4 separate regions of the Zea mays genome follow, and regions 1, 2 and 4 are each linked to region 3. Evidence: chromatin contacts called from public Hi-C data. All regions are on one chromosome and are shown on one strand. Each heading gives the region's core, a stretch centred on a gene start, on an enhancer-like site or on the middle of the called end of the contact. The rest is flanking DNA. Distances are from core to core; before and after follow the strand shown.

What was found. A called contact is a pair of places that touch in the nucleus more often than the background predicts.
Region 1: a Hi-C map of endosperm shows a contact between it and region 3, with 4 times the contacts expected there. The contact joins the promoter of LOC100279985 here to the promoter of LOC100281519 in region 3. A contact is called at or near these places in 9 of 25 Hi-C or Micro-C datasets (bundle sheath, ear, endosperm and 4 more) and 1 of 3 datasets of contacts at active chromatin or transcription factors (seedling).
Region 2: a contact with region 3 is called in a Hi-C map of leaf, with 4 times the contacts expected there. The contact joins the enhancer-like site here to the promoter of LOC100281519 in region 3. A contact is called at or near these places in 3 of 25 Hi-C or Micro-C datasets (bundle sheath, leaf and root tip).
Region 4: a contact with region 3 is called in a Hi-C map of leaf, with 2.9 times the contacts expected there. The contact joins the promoter of LOC103638191 here to the promoter of LOC100281519 in region 3. A contact is called at or near these places in 2 of 25 Hi-C or Micro-C datasets (leaf and tassel).

What each region holds. Positions count from the first base shown.
Region 1 is chr9:30,374,571-30,378,104 of Zm-B73-REFERENCE-NAM-5.0, reverse strand. It overlaps LOC100279985, which reads right to left and starts at 2,126. Exons shown (of 23, transcript NM_001367120.1): 1 at 1,638-2,126; 2 at 1,022-1,095; 3 at 767-906; 4 at 578-664; 5 at 393-480; 6 at 214-297. The coding sequence starts at 1,661.
Region 2 is chr9:30,395,022-30,398,347 of Zm-B73-REFERENCE-NAM-5.0, reverse strand. It overlaps LOC100279985, which reads right to left. Exons shown (of 23, transcript NM_001367120.1): 21 at 2,742-3,326; 22 at 2,272-2,661; 23 at 1,447-2,176. The coding sequence ends at 1,548. LOC103638191 (glycine--tRNA ligase, chloroplastic/mitochondrial 2) reads left to right here. Exons shown (of 37, transcript XM_008661180.4): 31 at 37-75; 32 at 377-466; 33 at 553-654; 34 at 795-876; 35 at 955-1,040; 36 at 1,117-2,138; 37 at 2,264-3,326. The coding sequence ends at 1,215. Among protein-coding and RNA genes, the nearest start is that of LOC100279985, 21 kb to the right of the region's middle. Within about 2 kb of position 1,692, at least 15 of the 20 cell types and tissues checked have an H3K27ac peak or open chromatin away from gene starts, as enhancers often do. A contact at or near this core is called in bundle sheath, leaf and root tip, where this site is marked.
Region 3 is chr9:30,078,932-30,082,260 of Zm-B73-REFERENCE-NAM-5.0, reverse strand. LOC100281519 reads right to left here and starts at 1,471. Exons shown (of 5, transcript NM_001154437.2): 1 at 921-1,471; 2 at 537-728.
Region 4 is chr9:30,438,070-30,441,201 of Zm-B73-REFERENCE-NAM-5.0, reverse strand. LOC103638191 (glycine--tRNA ligase, chloroplastic/mitochondrial 2) reads left to right here and starts at 1,834. Exons shown (of 37, transcript XM_008661180.4): 1 at 1,834-2,158; 2 at 2,242-2,292; 3 at 2,364-2,431; 4 at 2,558-2,639; 5 at 2,748-2,811; 6 at 3,023-3,078. The coding sequence starts at 1,898.

The DNA of each region.
Region 1 (3,534 bases), core at 877-3,376, 300 kb before region 3:
CAGGATCCATTACATATTTCATGTCTCACATAGTATATACTATATATTTTTAAGAGCAAAACTTCTGCTGTCATTTGTGATAAAGTGAGCCAACATATCCTCCAAACCCTCACAAACCAAGCATGGAACTTTAACTGACAGCTTATCGTGCATTGATAAGTGGAAAAAGAACAGAATAAGCAAATAAAAGTGTAAAAAACTTTGCTAACAAACCTAAAGCTGTTTTGATTTCTTGTAGGGGGGTTGTATTTTGTAAAAACATCACCAAACCTTGCATATGAAAGCCCTTTCAGTGATCTGCACCCCAAAAAATACAGGGATATTCATGTCCAACCAGCAAAAAATCTTGGTGATTTCTTTCTGCATCAAATATTAAAGAACTACAAGAATACCTTTCTAAAGAATTTCTTAAAGCCTGTGATAGTGCAGCTGCTACCTCTTCCGAGTTGCCTGGGGCTACCCATAAACCATTTGAAGCAACTACAGAGCAAAATAATAAGCAGTAGAAAGATGCAATACATAAGCACTGGGACATTGGATTAAGACATCACAATAAAAAAAATCAACCAGAATTAACCTCTCAGCTTGTTTACAGCAGGTTGGGCGATTTCAGATACCGATGAGTGGCAGCCAGGAAGAAACAGCCAGAGCTTGATCTTCTCATCTGTAATTATAGCAAAGCCATGTGGTATACATTATCCAAGCCCAAACTTAAGGTGAAAGAAAAATAGATAGACATTTAGAAGCCAATACATATGATCATTACCAGGGTTATGCTCTCCTTGAGATGGATCCCATGGACCAACAAAGGAATTAGTCCAAGTACTTAGAAAACCTTCACTTTGTAAGTGAAGATAAGCCGAAAGCACAATGCTATTAAGAGCATCTTTCTGCTCGACCTTTGAACTGAAATAAGAACGTGTATACACAAAACAAGCAAATGATTCCAAACATAAATAACGAATGCCCAAAGACAACTAAGATAAAGCACAAAAGGCCATCAAAGAAGCATATACAGCACCTTTTCTCAGACGCTGCACTTGCATCGGGTTCGATAGGAAGAAACTGAAACCAAGAAACTGTTTGGAGCTCCCCCTGTTAGGGAAAAATATAACAATGAGAATCTAGATGGTTTGAAGAGGTATGCCAGTCATGATATGAAAGCCTGGGTAGTCAAATTTGCTGAATGGCCCAAACAAAAAAATGAGTTGCAACTTCTGGGTTTGACAATGTAAAATGTGTTGGCCTGAGTTGTAAAAATGCTCTGGTCACAAATTCATGGCATTTCTTTCTCTTCGAGGTCTCGAGATGCTTCTTTAGAGATTGTTTTTTCATCACAGCATATTTGCGGTACTTACAAAGGAACTATTGCTTCGGATAATTGTCATATAATAACAATGACATTAAGAAATGCATTATGTTGCTCAAATTGGAAAGAATATCAACTTGAAATGGCTGAGAACCAGATGATGTGAATCACTTAGCGAGAAGCTACAATCAAATAAAAAACTTAAAGCAAGCATATTCCAAAATGGAACAAATTGCCAAGTTTTGGTGCTGCACAAATGGAGCCACATCAGATAGTGAGAGAATATAACAAAGAGTGGGGAGAGGGGCAGGAGTAAGGTCTGACTTACTATTTTGAAAATGTTCGTCCACATAGTTACTGCCAGGTTCCAAAAAGCGGCACTAAGCGCACGCTTCAGCAAGCTGAAGCGCTAAGAGGACGTGTAACGCTTCGCTTTGGGGCATAAGCGCTCCCAAAGCGGCGCAACCCCTTTGTTGGAGCAGCGGCTGCTGGCTCCCGCTGCCCTCAGGCCGCGCGCGGCGCAGCCTGAGGGGTCGGGCGCCGTTGACGATCCACCGGAGGCGGGAGGAGAGAGAGAAGCACGCACGCAGAACACCGGCCGGTGTGCGGAGGACCGGAGGCGAAGGCGCGAGGTGACTGATGAGAGGCGGGAGGGGAAGACGCTGACGCCGCCTCTACGAGCCCGAGCCTGAGCACCGCCGCCGCGGCTAAGAGCCCGCGCCTGAGCACCGCCGCCGTCGCCTGCGGAAGATGGAGCGCCGGCGCTGCGTGGAAGACGAAGATGGGAGATGCAGTGCCTTCGCTGGGTAAAGAAACGTGTGGGTCTGGTGGAACTTGGGCTTACGCTGAATTAATTAGATGGGGGAGATGGGCCACCAAATAAAAGTTCATACTATCATTTTTCTCTTTTTTTCTAATGTTTTTTTAACACATCGTCACATAATTCAATACCCGTACGTTGTGACAGCGTATAAATTATTTGATAAATATTAATACACAAAATTATATAAAACGAACAACATATAGATTATCAACCCTATATCTCACAAATTAACACTAATGACATGAAATTTATGTGCAATTTAAATAGTAATAAAATACATTGATATGCAAAAATATTATATGTTATTCTATACTTTTATTATTATCATCAAAAGTGGACGTTTACATATCTTAAAAGGTATATAAGATTGTACATGTGCTTTGTCATTGATAAAAAATAAACGATGATAAATATGTAGCGAATATTAATCAACACATTGATTCTATAGAAGGATAGTATTATCATATAAGTCTCGTGAGCATCCAGGTAATGGTATCGTCGAAATTAGGAAACAAAACGATAAAAGAGGAACAACAACAACAACTGGGCACATACTTGAACAACATACCCTAATTAGTCATGCCCATTAGCAATTACCATGTACTTAGCATTGTCGGACTTTTATGAACTTTATGAGGACTCAATAGATAATTTTAAAAACAACGTCTCATCTCTCACCTGGAAAGAGAAAAAAGTTGGATATACTCTAACGCGATCAGAAAAAAATGAGATGTACGATAATGCTCAAGAAATAGATGCTAACCTTAGCTCTTGTCAGAATAATCTTGCCGGAAACAAAAATCAGTAGCACGATTTTTGGCTGCTTCATTCGATAGATCAAGCCAGTGAAGAGCTTTCCTTAATAATGGGAAGTGAAAGGTCGAGCAAAATGTGAGGACAGTAGCAGGAAAAATCAACAAGGTGACTGAGAGAATTATGTTAAAAAGGATGAGGAATGTAACTTATTCTTAAATCAATTCACAATTAAAATAAAGAGAGGCCAGAAATTTGTGTAGCAACCTGATAGATGAATTGGGAAAAACAGTGACACCCTTAAATCAATTCACAAAAGTGTGAAGATAGACATGGTTGACTCACAATTAAAATAAAGGGAGATCATGGATCTGTATAGCAGACTGATAAATGAATTGGGAAAAAATAGTGACACCCTTAAATCGATTCACAAAAGTGTGAAGATAGACAAATGTGACACAACACATTTTCTTCCTAATTCAACAATTTACCGCAACTAAGAATGGCATTATATGGGAGTACTTTACCATAGACACAGAAGTTAAGGATAGAGACACAGAACTGAAACAACACATTGTATAGAAGTATGGACTAATAAGACAAAGGATAGGGCTAAGGGGATTGGATCACCTTGAACAGGTTAATCTTC
Region 2 (3,326 bases), core at 443-2,942, 320 kb before region 3:
GTATAGGGTTCCTGACAGATTTAAAATCCTTTTTAGGCAGTACAGTTCGTCACAAGGAGACTGGAACAGCTTCTGGTACATATTATCTATCTTGATCTTTAATGACAGTTGAGTATACACATATTAGGTTTTTCATTGTGGGTGTTAGCTAGGGATAGAGATACAGTGGTACACACACTGGTATATTTTTCATGGAAACAAAAAAAAATTGTTGGGATGGTTATCATTATTTCTCCAACTGTTATGGGGCAGACCCAGCGCCGGAACGGATACATCTGCATTTCATTTAGAACTCATTTTGCTCCATGTCATCAAACTGGTCGATGGAATCCATTGCCCTTTTGAAAGTGGCATTTCTTCTTGTCATTGCCATCAGGTGGATGAGGGAATTAACTGCGAGATAGTCCGATCAGTGCTTATGGAGCGTGCAAACTGCCCTTATCTAGCAGCACAAACAGCGACCGAAGTAAGATGTTATGTGCCCCACACACCTATCCGTCCCCAAAGATTCTACAAAATACAAATAGTTTTTGTTTGTGCGGACACTTGCAGATGGAAGCATTTTCGAGAACAGAAACATTTCAAAAAATCGTTGAAGCGTATTCAAGGCCAACAAGGATCATCCGTGGAAAAGAAATTGAGTCTGCTTTGGAGGTACTGTTTTAAACATGTACCATCATAATTCATAAACTGTGATTTCAGTTCAAATTATGGTGAAGTTTTTGACTCGCAACTACCCCATCACCAGTCTTGACTATGCGGTATTTCTCTCCTGCCTCTGATTTTATGTGTAGGTTGACCCACACGTATTTGAGAAAGATGAAGAGAAAGTTTTGTGGAGCGCCTACTTGGAGGTTGCTGATAAGATCCATCCTGGTACATGTTTTTCATATCCATTTTTCATTTCAATTTAAATGTTCATTTGTCTGATTCCTCCAACTACCCATTCTGTAGGTGTTGATATTAAGACCTTTGTGGATGCTTCTCTTATCCTGATACAACCCCTAGAAGATTTCTTCAATAGTGTCTTCGTGATGGCGGTGAGTTTTGTGAGGCCCTTGAAAAACTTAACTTGTGCTGATGAGTGAGAGTGATGATGGTGTATATTATGCGCAGGAAGACGAGAGAGTTCGCAACAACCGGCTAACGTTGCTGAGGAAGATTGAGAGTTTGCCCAAGGGGATTGCGGACCTGTCAGTTTTACCTGGGTTTTAAGCTGCCTATTCCAGCCAGGGGGTGTGAGCAATAGCCGTAGCGGAGAGATGATTTTGATTTTACAAGTATTTCTGATTAAAGGAAAAAAAAACGTCGTCGCAGTAGGGCACGGCAATCCCAGTAAACGCTGTACTTGTAATTCTGATTAATACAGTCAACAAACGGAATCATATCTCAAATCTTGTGTCGACAAACAATACAGACCTAAAAAAAGAGAAAAAGGTTACAGCATCCACCTGTAAGTTATCAGGGTTATTGCAAAATCAGTCTACAAAGCTCGTCAAATGTGCCCTCACATACCTACCTAGCTAGATATTAATTGTACATGACAATTAGTGAGTTGTCTCTCCCTTAGGTTCAGATAGATACTTATCTGCGTAGTGTAGAAGCCGCCGCATCCTTAGGACCATGTCACAGTGAAAGGGCAGTGCTGTGCGCCTTTCTGTGTACACCGGGCTTACTGTCAACCAAGACAGAGAGTGAAGCTCCGCGGCCACAGCTTCCAGCACACTATGCATCTCCATCTCACACTCACGACCTGTTGTCTCCTGACTCAAGTTCCTTGCCTGTTTGCTGCCGCCGCCGCCGCCTCGGCTCATCTTCTCTTGAACAGTCCCACTGCTGCCTCCATAGTGATCGATGATGCTGACTGAGAGAACAGAGGGCTGTTCATCCTTGGTGAGTTGTGCAGAGTCCCTCCTAACAGGTGGGACGGCTTTCGAGACGACATAGCCCATCGCTAAAGGAATCGCAGTCCCTTTGCTGTGCAGTAGATGGGCAAGCGGCGGTGACTCCGATGTGAGGCATGTCGGGAGCTGTAATGTTGCAGGAGAGAGGTATCTCATACTTGGCGAAGGAACTAGAAGGTACGAGTGTGACGCTGACATTGACCCAATGGACTTCACTGGAGTGAAACCTTCCAGGTAACTCCAAGGGCCACTGCTGCCTTGACTCCCTTCGCCTGTAAAAAGTGTTCCAAGTTTAATATCTTTTACCATTGATCTCCTTGAAAAACATTGAAATGAATTTTTAATCTGTGTTGGTCTAGGTGCTTACCAGCTGAAGCAGGTCTGCTCAGTAGATCTGCTTGGCATGTGAGATGCAACGAATGATCTTGGGAAACTGCAACCAAACTGATGCTACGAACTAAGTGCAGTGATCCCCTTGAAGTGTCCATTCCACTTTGTTCCACAAGGATCTGTTTTTTGTTGCCAGATTGTCCAAGTGCACCTTTCATGAAGCTTGATTTTGGATGAGGGCTATACAGAGGGTTTGGTGAGGAAGGCATGTTTCTATCTTGAATTAAGGCCATGTCTTGCTGCTGCTGCTGCTGGAGCGTAGGACCATTTGAACTAGGTGGAATACCCTCAGGTATGGATCGCCGTAACTGCACAGGCCACTTCTTCACTTCATTGCCACCATAAGAGTATATTGCCTTCTGCCATTCTGCGGACAAAACATATTAGATCATCGCGTTAGTCTCGAAACAGAAGGTATCTCAGTTCCTGATAAAAACAAGTGAGTACCTTGGATTTCAAGCTCAAGGAAACCTCCGATACGAGTTATTATGACATCTCGTGGTCTCATATTGCTAGCCTCAGGTGAAGACGACATTATTTGACAGCCTTGCTGTAGAATTTGGATGAAAAGGCTTTGGAGAACTTTAGTGTCTTGGCGGCTACTAATACCACCAAAAGGAAATATTAAGCTGTCCAATAATTCTCCTCTAGCATCTGTCCAAATGCACACTAGCCATCGCCAGTCCTCAGTCCAACCATAACAGCAATGAAGACTTGCTGCACTGTCACTCTCAGATACGTCGAGTAGAGGGCTCACTCCACTATCAGAGTTACTTCCTGAAATTGAGCCATATACCCTGCTGCCAGATGCATCTGCTCCAGATTTTGATGGTTCCATTAAAGCATTAAGATCGGCAGACCCAGGGTCTGCTAGTATGAAAAGTGGCTCAAAGGCATATTTCCTATCATCCTGAGCACATAAATCAGGCAGCTTACTTGGGTCCAGAAGTCCTCCCGAACGAGCAGGCTGCCATGAGTTATCCCATGTTGCCGACCTCATGGATGCATCAAAATCGGTTTCTCGAGAGAGAG
Region 3 (3,329 bases), core at 222-2,721:
GACTCACGTCATATAAAAGATATGTTTTTTTTCTCCAAAATAAATAATAAAAAAACTCTGAATTAGACGACTACGATCGATCCAAGTAAACAATGGTAGATAAATGGTTTCATTTTGAAACATGGCATAGTAGTAGAACCAAAACAAAAATACTCTGTATGCTGTTTGCACTTGCAAGTTCTACTGCCACCCATGGTAGTTTAAGTGATTAATCGTGCAAGCTGATCTGTCCTTTTTGAAATTATTTCGAGGGGACAAAATCATTGCAGCAGTGCCGTGTGTATGTAGATTATTTTGAAGCAGTAAAGATTATCTGTAATTCGATGTTGAATTTAGAGACAGAGAATTAGTGCAAGAACACACACTTCCTGCTATATATAGCTTTTTCTTCTGCGATCAAGTAGTCAGAGATTCAAACAAAAACATCACATATATATACATATTCGGATAGGAATGTCGATCTAGTGTTCCGGATCTGCTAAAATCTATATGCAAATCTAACATGAAAAGTAACATAAGATGAAGAATATATATACCTGCTTTCCCAAATCAGAGAGATATATGTGACGAAAACCTTGCAGAGATCTCTACTAGTAGTAGCTGCAGCAATAGTACGTAGAGGTGCAGGTGGAGACAGGAATGGACCTCTATTTTTATCTTTGGTCTCCCTGTCTCTTGCTGATCTATGTGTGGGTATTCTCTCCCCAGCTAGCTAGCTAGGTCATTATCTGGTTCAGATCCCAAGAAGAATGTTACAACAGATAGAGATTGATGATACACCTACGTACGTACAACAAGAAGATTAATTGATCCATGAGCAAAAAAAAAAAAGAATCGAATGATACGAAAAATAGCACACAACAACCTAGCTACGTAAGAAGAGAACTATAGTAGCATCGATCTGCAGAGAGTATACCTACCTCTTGCTATGACATGCATGCATGCATGAGAGTTCATGGATCTCTGCGCGCTTGAGAATCAATTCAGTGCATGCGCGCAAGCTCGACCGATCGATCTTGTCTGTTAATCTCTAGATTGTCCCTGTCTCTGCTGCCTCTCCCCTAACCTAGCTAGCTGTTTTTAGCACACACAGAGAGAGAAGCTATGGGATCGGAGGAGAAAGAGGGAGGGACCGAGGAAGATCAAAGGGAGGCCAGCGAATGAAGCTAGGACGACTGCCGTGCAAACGGGAACGGAGACGAACGGGGTTGCGCGCTGCCGATCCAATCCAACTAATAAATGAACTGACCGGATTAATTGATCTACCTCTTGTATGTATATGGGGAAAACAAAGCAAGAGCCGCCGAGAAGAGTGAGCTAGCTAGCTGGAGTTAGAAACAGATGGATCGGAGCTCGATTTGCAATCTATGGCGGCGGTGAGAATATTAGGCAAAGGCGGCAACAGTGAAAGAGATGGAGGTGAGGAAGAAGAGAGTAGCTAGGGTACGGTGCAGCTTGCAGGCTCGCTCGCAGTGGAGAGAGGCAGGGAGGAGACGTAGAAGAACAGCGACCCCTTCCTTAACTTTGTCTAGCCCCGGCCCCACCTCCACACCGTGTGGGACCCGCGAAGGTGGACCCCACCCACCCGACCAGCACCAAACAAATCCCACGTCCACTGCCTCGCGCCATCATTCCTTTCACATCTCTTTCTCTCTATCCATCTATCTACTATATTAAAGTACCAGTTTTTCTAGCCCTACGTTTTTTTATACTTCCCATATTTAAATAGTAAAATTATTAAAATTATGTATAATCTACCTACTATATTAAAATATCAGTTTTTCTAGCTCCACCGTCATTGTACTCCCCACATTTAAATAGTAATTTTTTAAAATTATGTATAAATAAGAATTTGAACAATGACGATTAACTCTAAACTCACATTCAAATCTAACTAACCAATAGAACGTATATATATATATTTATATTTTATATTCTATACTTAAACATAAATAAAAATCGTAACAACATACAGACACTTCACTAGTCTTCTTCAATTTACTTATCCCTCCTTCGATCTTATATTTTTGGAAACATGATATTTTGATGCACATAGTGCATATATAAAATAGTACTCATTCATTTTAGATATAGTATCCTTTATTATATTTTGCAAACAATACCCTCCCAGCACGATAAAAAATGATAGTGGACAGTGGTAGAGAATGTTTTTTTTGGCAAAATATACAGAATAACGGAGGACATTGGATCTAGAATAGATGGATACAATCTGTACTACTCTTAAGAATACAGTGTAGGCGTCCACATGGTGTGGTGCACGGTTCTGCCCCCTCCCCCCGACATCCTCCCCTCCGCTCCGCTCTCGGATGGTGGTAGCGCTTTTGTCGCCGCCATCAACGGTCTCATTCATCCATTCCCCTCCCAGATCTCGTGCTCATTCCCACGCTGAAATCCTCCTCCACCACGCCCTTCCATCGACGACGACCTACCCACGCGCTGCGCACGCCCCAGTCTTCGTCACTCTAACTGCGCCCTTCCATCGACGACGGACTACCGAAGCGCCGCGCCAAAATCCTCCCCCCACGCGCCCTCACCTGCACCCCCGCTTGCAATGCCCCTGCCCGCCTCTCCGCCGTGGCAGCCATCTCCGCATCCGTTGTGAGATCTCCGCCCTTCCCCCAAAACCCCGCTCTGCACCCCTCCCTAAGCTCCACCGCGTCATTCCTGCCCTATCCCCTTCCTCCTCCCACTCCGACGCACACAAGGAAGCCGTTAAGCAGCGCTGCCACTTCCACCTCGAAGTCCCTCATGGCGCTTGAGGCCTGCTGTCCCTCCCCCCCGCTGCCGAGGCTCGCGTCGGCTGGAGGTCCACGCTCGCCCCCAGAGATTGCTCCCTCCATGAGGAGCTGAAGGCAGCGGCGTCGCGAGGGCTGTGGCAGGAGCTCGACACCGAGCGGGCCTCCGCGGAGACAGCAACCAGATCTGGCTCGACCCTCTTCGCTTTATTTGAGCTCCTCGCGCTCTCGACCTTCTCCAAGGTACGCACTCCACCCTTCAGCATCCTGCTTTGTTACACCGGGATCCACTATTGGACTTGGGTTAGGGTTTCTTCATTCGTTTGTTTTCGTGTCGATTAGGTGGCATGCAGCATAATGCTGCCCAAATAGAAGGCGCGCGGCCACACCGGTTCGGTGGAGGAGGATGCGGGGGTGACGGCGGGGGCCACCTCCCACTAGGTCGTCTTCGCCTTCTCCGAGCTCCCTCCGATCAGTATTTTCAAGGACCAAATTGACACGAATGCAGACTTGTGGTAGAGTAATCTTTGAGACAGAACTAGCAGTTTTGGTGATTGGTGATTCGTGAAGGCA
Region 4 (3,132 bases), core at 585-3,084, 360 kb before region 3:
AGGGGCCTAGATGCTTTCATCGAGCTCAAAAGTGAAGCTACATGAACCAATCAGAGGATCCCGAGCCTCAAATGTGAGCCAATCGACGCATCCTGCTAGGCAAGAACTGGGCATTCCTAATTCGCTATGGATCTATGAGCCCATTCAGATCCATAACTAGTACCTAGCCCATAACAATGAGCTCTGAAGCAGACAATCACATGTTATAGCCAAATCAGACCACCCAAAACTAAATGCCCCGCCGCCGGATCCCCCTTCCTCCAAACATCACGTCGCGACGTCTCTAACCAGAAAGCGAACCAGGCATGAGGCGGCGGCGCCAGCATGGGCAGATCGGGACGGCCCGAGCCAGTGTTCGGAGCGAGGAGAGGAAACAGGAGAGGGAGAGCTGGAGGGCGAGAGGAGATGGGAAAGGGAGAGAGCTGGAGGGTGAGAGGAGAAGGCAGAGTCTGACCTCAGCAGCGACGACTGCGAGAGGAACCCTAGCGTGAGCTCCAGGTGAGGACAGAGGCTGCTGTGAGAGGACCCTGGCCCTAGCGCGAGCTCCAGGCGAGGCAGCGACAACCTTAGTGTGAGCTCCACGCGAGGATAGAGCTGCGAGAGGACGGAACGAGGGAAGTCTGGCTCTCCAGGAACGGAGATTCTGGACGTATCTGACGGGCCTAGATGAGATGGGTACTTTGCACGAGCGTAGTCTGGCTCGGACATTTGTTCAAGCAACCGAACACACCGGCATGTCTAAAACTTGTATCCAACGTGTCCTGCACGAGCGCACACAGGCAACCAATCAGCCCCTGAATGAATGAAGGAATCCTAGACTGAATTGGTGCAGCAGGCATGGAATCAGCGGCGAATCCAAGGGGTATGCCGGGTATGCACTGGCATACCCTGCAGAACCAGTATAATGTATATAGTATACATGGTATATATATGTACATAATATAGTATTTCATTTGAACAATTTATATCAAAAATTGTTGTCGTATTGTATATGGTTTTATCAAGTTCGAATATTGTTTTACCGAATCATAAAATTGTTTACCGAATTGCATAAGGCATTTTTGTATCGCATACCCTATGGTTAAATCCTAGACCCGCCACTGCATGGAATGCTAGTCACTGCTACTACTGTGCTAGTTTTAGTACTTCATCTATCACTGTATTAGAATGGTTAGCTTAGCTACATTCTATAGAATAGATGATACGTACATAGATTGTAGTAGAGCAAAGTAGATGATGATGCGCTCCAACTAGGAATGGCCATGGAAATTCATGTCGGGTTTTAGCTTTCTATCCTTGTTCCCGTGACGATTTTTTTTACCGCGAACACTTGTGGGGGATATTTTTTCCATCCCCGTTCCTCGCAAGGATAAATCTCTGTCCGGATCCCTCTCCCCTAAACATTGTCTCCTATACACATTATCAGATGTAAAAAAATTAGTATGTGTACATTAAAATAAACATATTTATATAATAAGTAATCTTTTAATAATGTAATTATTTATTTTTATCATTAACTATTATATTATTATACGATGAAAACGTCGTCACATATAAATTTAGCGGGTCCTCGTGGAAAACAGAGATAGAAAATGTTTCTCATCCTATCCTCGTGTACCTGTGGAGAGGAAAAAAATCTCGTTTACATCTCCATGAAAAGAAGAAACTTCTATCCTCATTTTCTATCTCTAGCCAGCAGACCGGTGGTTTCTTTTTCTTTTTCTTATCATTGATGCGCCACAGAGAGTGAAGTTGTAGTACGTCTTCACTGGAGGGAAGACGTATCCAGCCTCCACGTACCATCTTCTTCTTTCCCGCCTCTGCTGCTGCAACAGCCTGTCCGTCTCCTCCTCCCTTATCCTCTTCTACCTCCACCTGGCAGGCACTCCCCACCTTGATGATGGCTCCTCCGCCTCCCCTCCTCTCCCCCACCGCCGCCTCCCGGCACACCCCGCTACTAACGGCGCCCTCCGCTTTGCTTCCTCCAGCCTCCATCCGCTTCTGTGCTCCTCGCCACCGCCCATGCCGACGCCCTCGCCTCCCCCTATCCGCCGCAGACGGCGACGCCTCCACCTCCTCCACCGTGTCCGCTGCCAACCAACGGGGCTCTTCCGCTTCCTCCGTCCTCACCTTCCAGCAGGCCATCCAGCGCCTCCAGGTTCGTTTCGTTCGCAGCACGAATCAAATTTCACGACTAACCACCCACCCCACCCCTCTTCAAATCCGATTGCGATTCCACAGGAGTACTGGGCCTCCGTAGGATGCGCCGTCATGCAGTGTAGCAACACCGAGGTAACCTGCTGCTTTGCTTCTCCCGCCTTGTTTGTTACTTATTACCCGACACTTACTAGCATCAAATCCAGGTTGGAGCGGGCACAATGAATCCTCTCACATTTCTTAGGGTCTTAGGTCCTGAGCCATGGAATGTCGCGTAAGTTTGCCTTCTCATCATTCATCCTAACTGTGAACTATCAAAACATTGACAGAGGCTACTACAGTGCTACCTTTCCTTTTTCTTTTAACTGTTTGTTGTACTGCATGTATTTTGATTCTCAAGTTACGTGGAGCCAAGTATAAGACCAGACGACAGTCGCTATGGGGACAATCCCAATAGGCTTCAGCGCCATACTCAGTTTCAGGTTGACTCAAGTTTTTGCTTCTTTTTTGTCTCGTCTTTCTTTTTTTATTTGATTGGTCAAACCATTACCCGTACCTGATTCCAGGTAGTTAACCATTCCTATCAATAGGTAATTCTGAAGCCTGATCCTGGAAATTCGCAAGATCTCTTTCTGCACAGCCTTTCAGCAATAGGTATTGCTAAATAATACTATCCGCCTTCCCTTCAGTTCTACTAGACGCTTTGCACAACCAAGGAAGACTAATGTGATGAATATTTTTACTTTTTGGTATTAATTAATGGAAGTCCCAATTGGTACATGATGATGTTCTATGTTTCCCTCTTTCACATTTTTTATGAATATATAAATGGAGTCAGTGATTGGTCGAGTTGTTTGTCTCACAGGTATTAACATCCATGAACATGACATCCGCTTCGTTGAAGACAACTGGGAGAGTCCGGTGAACTTTTACCTTCTTTTCGGTGTTCTTTCTTTTTACGCCAGCACATGTTAT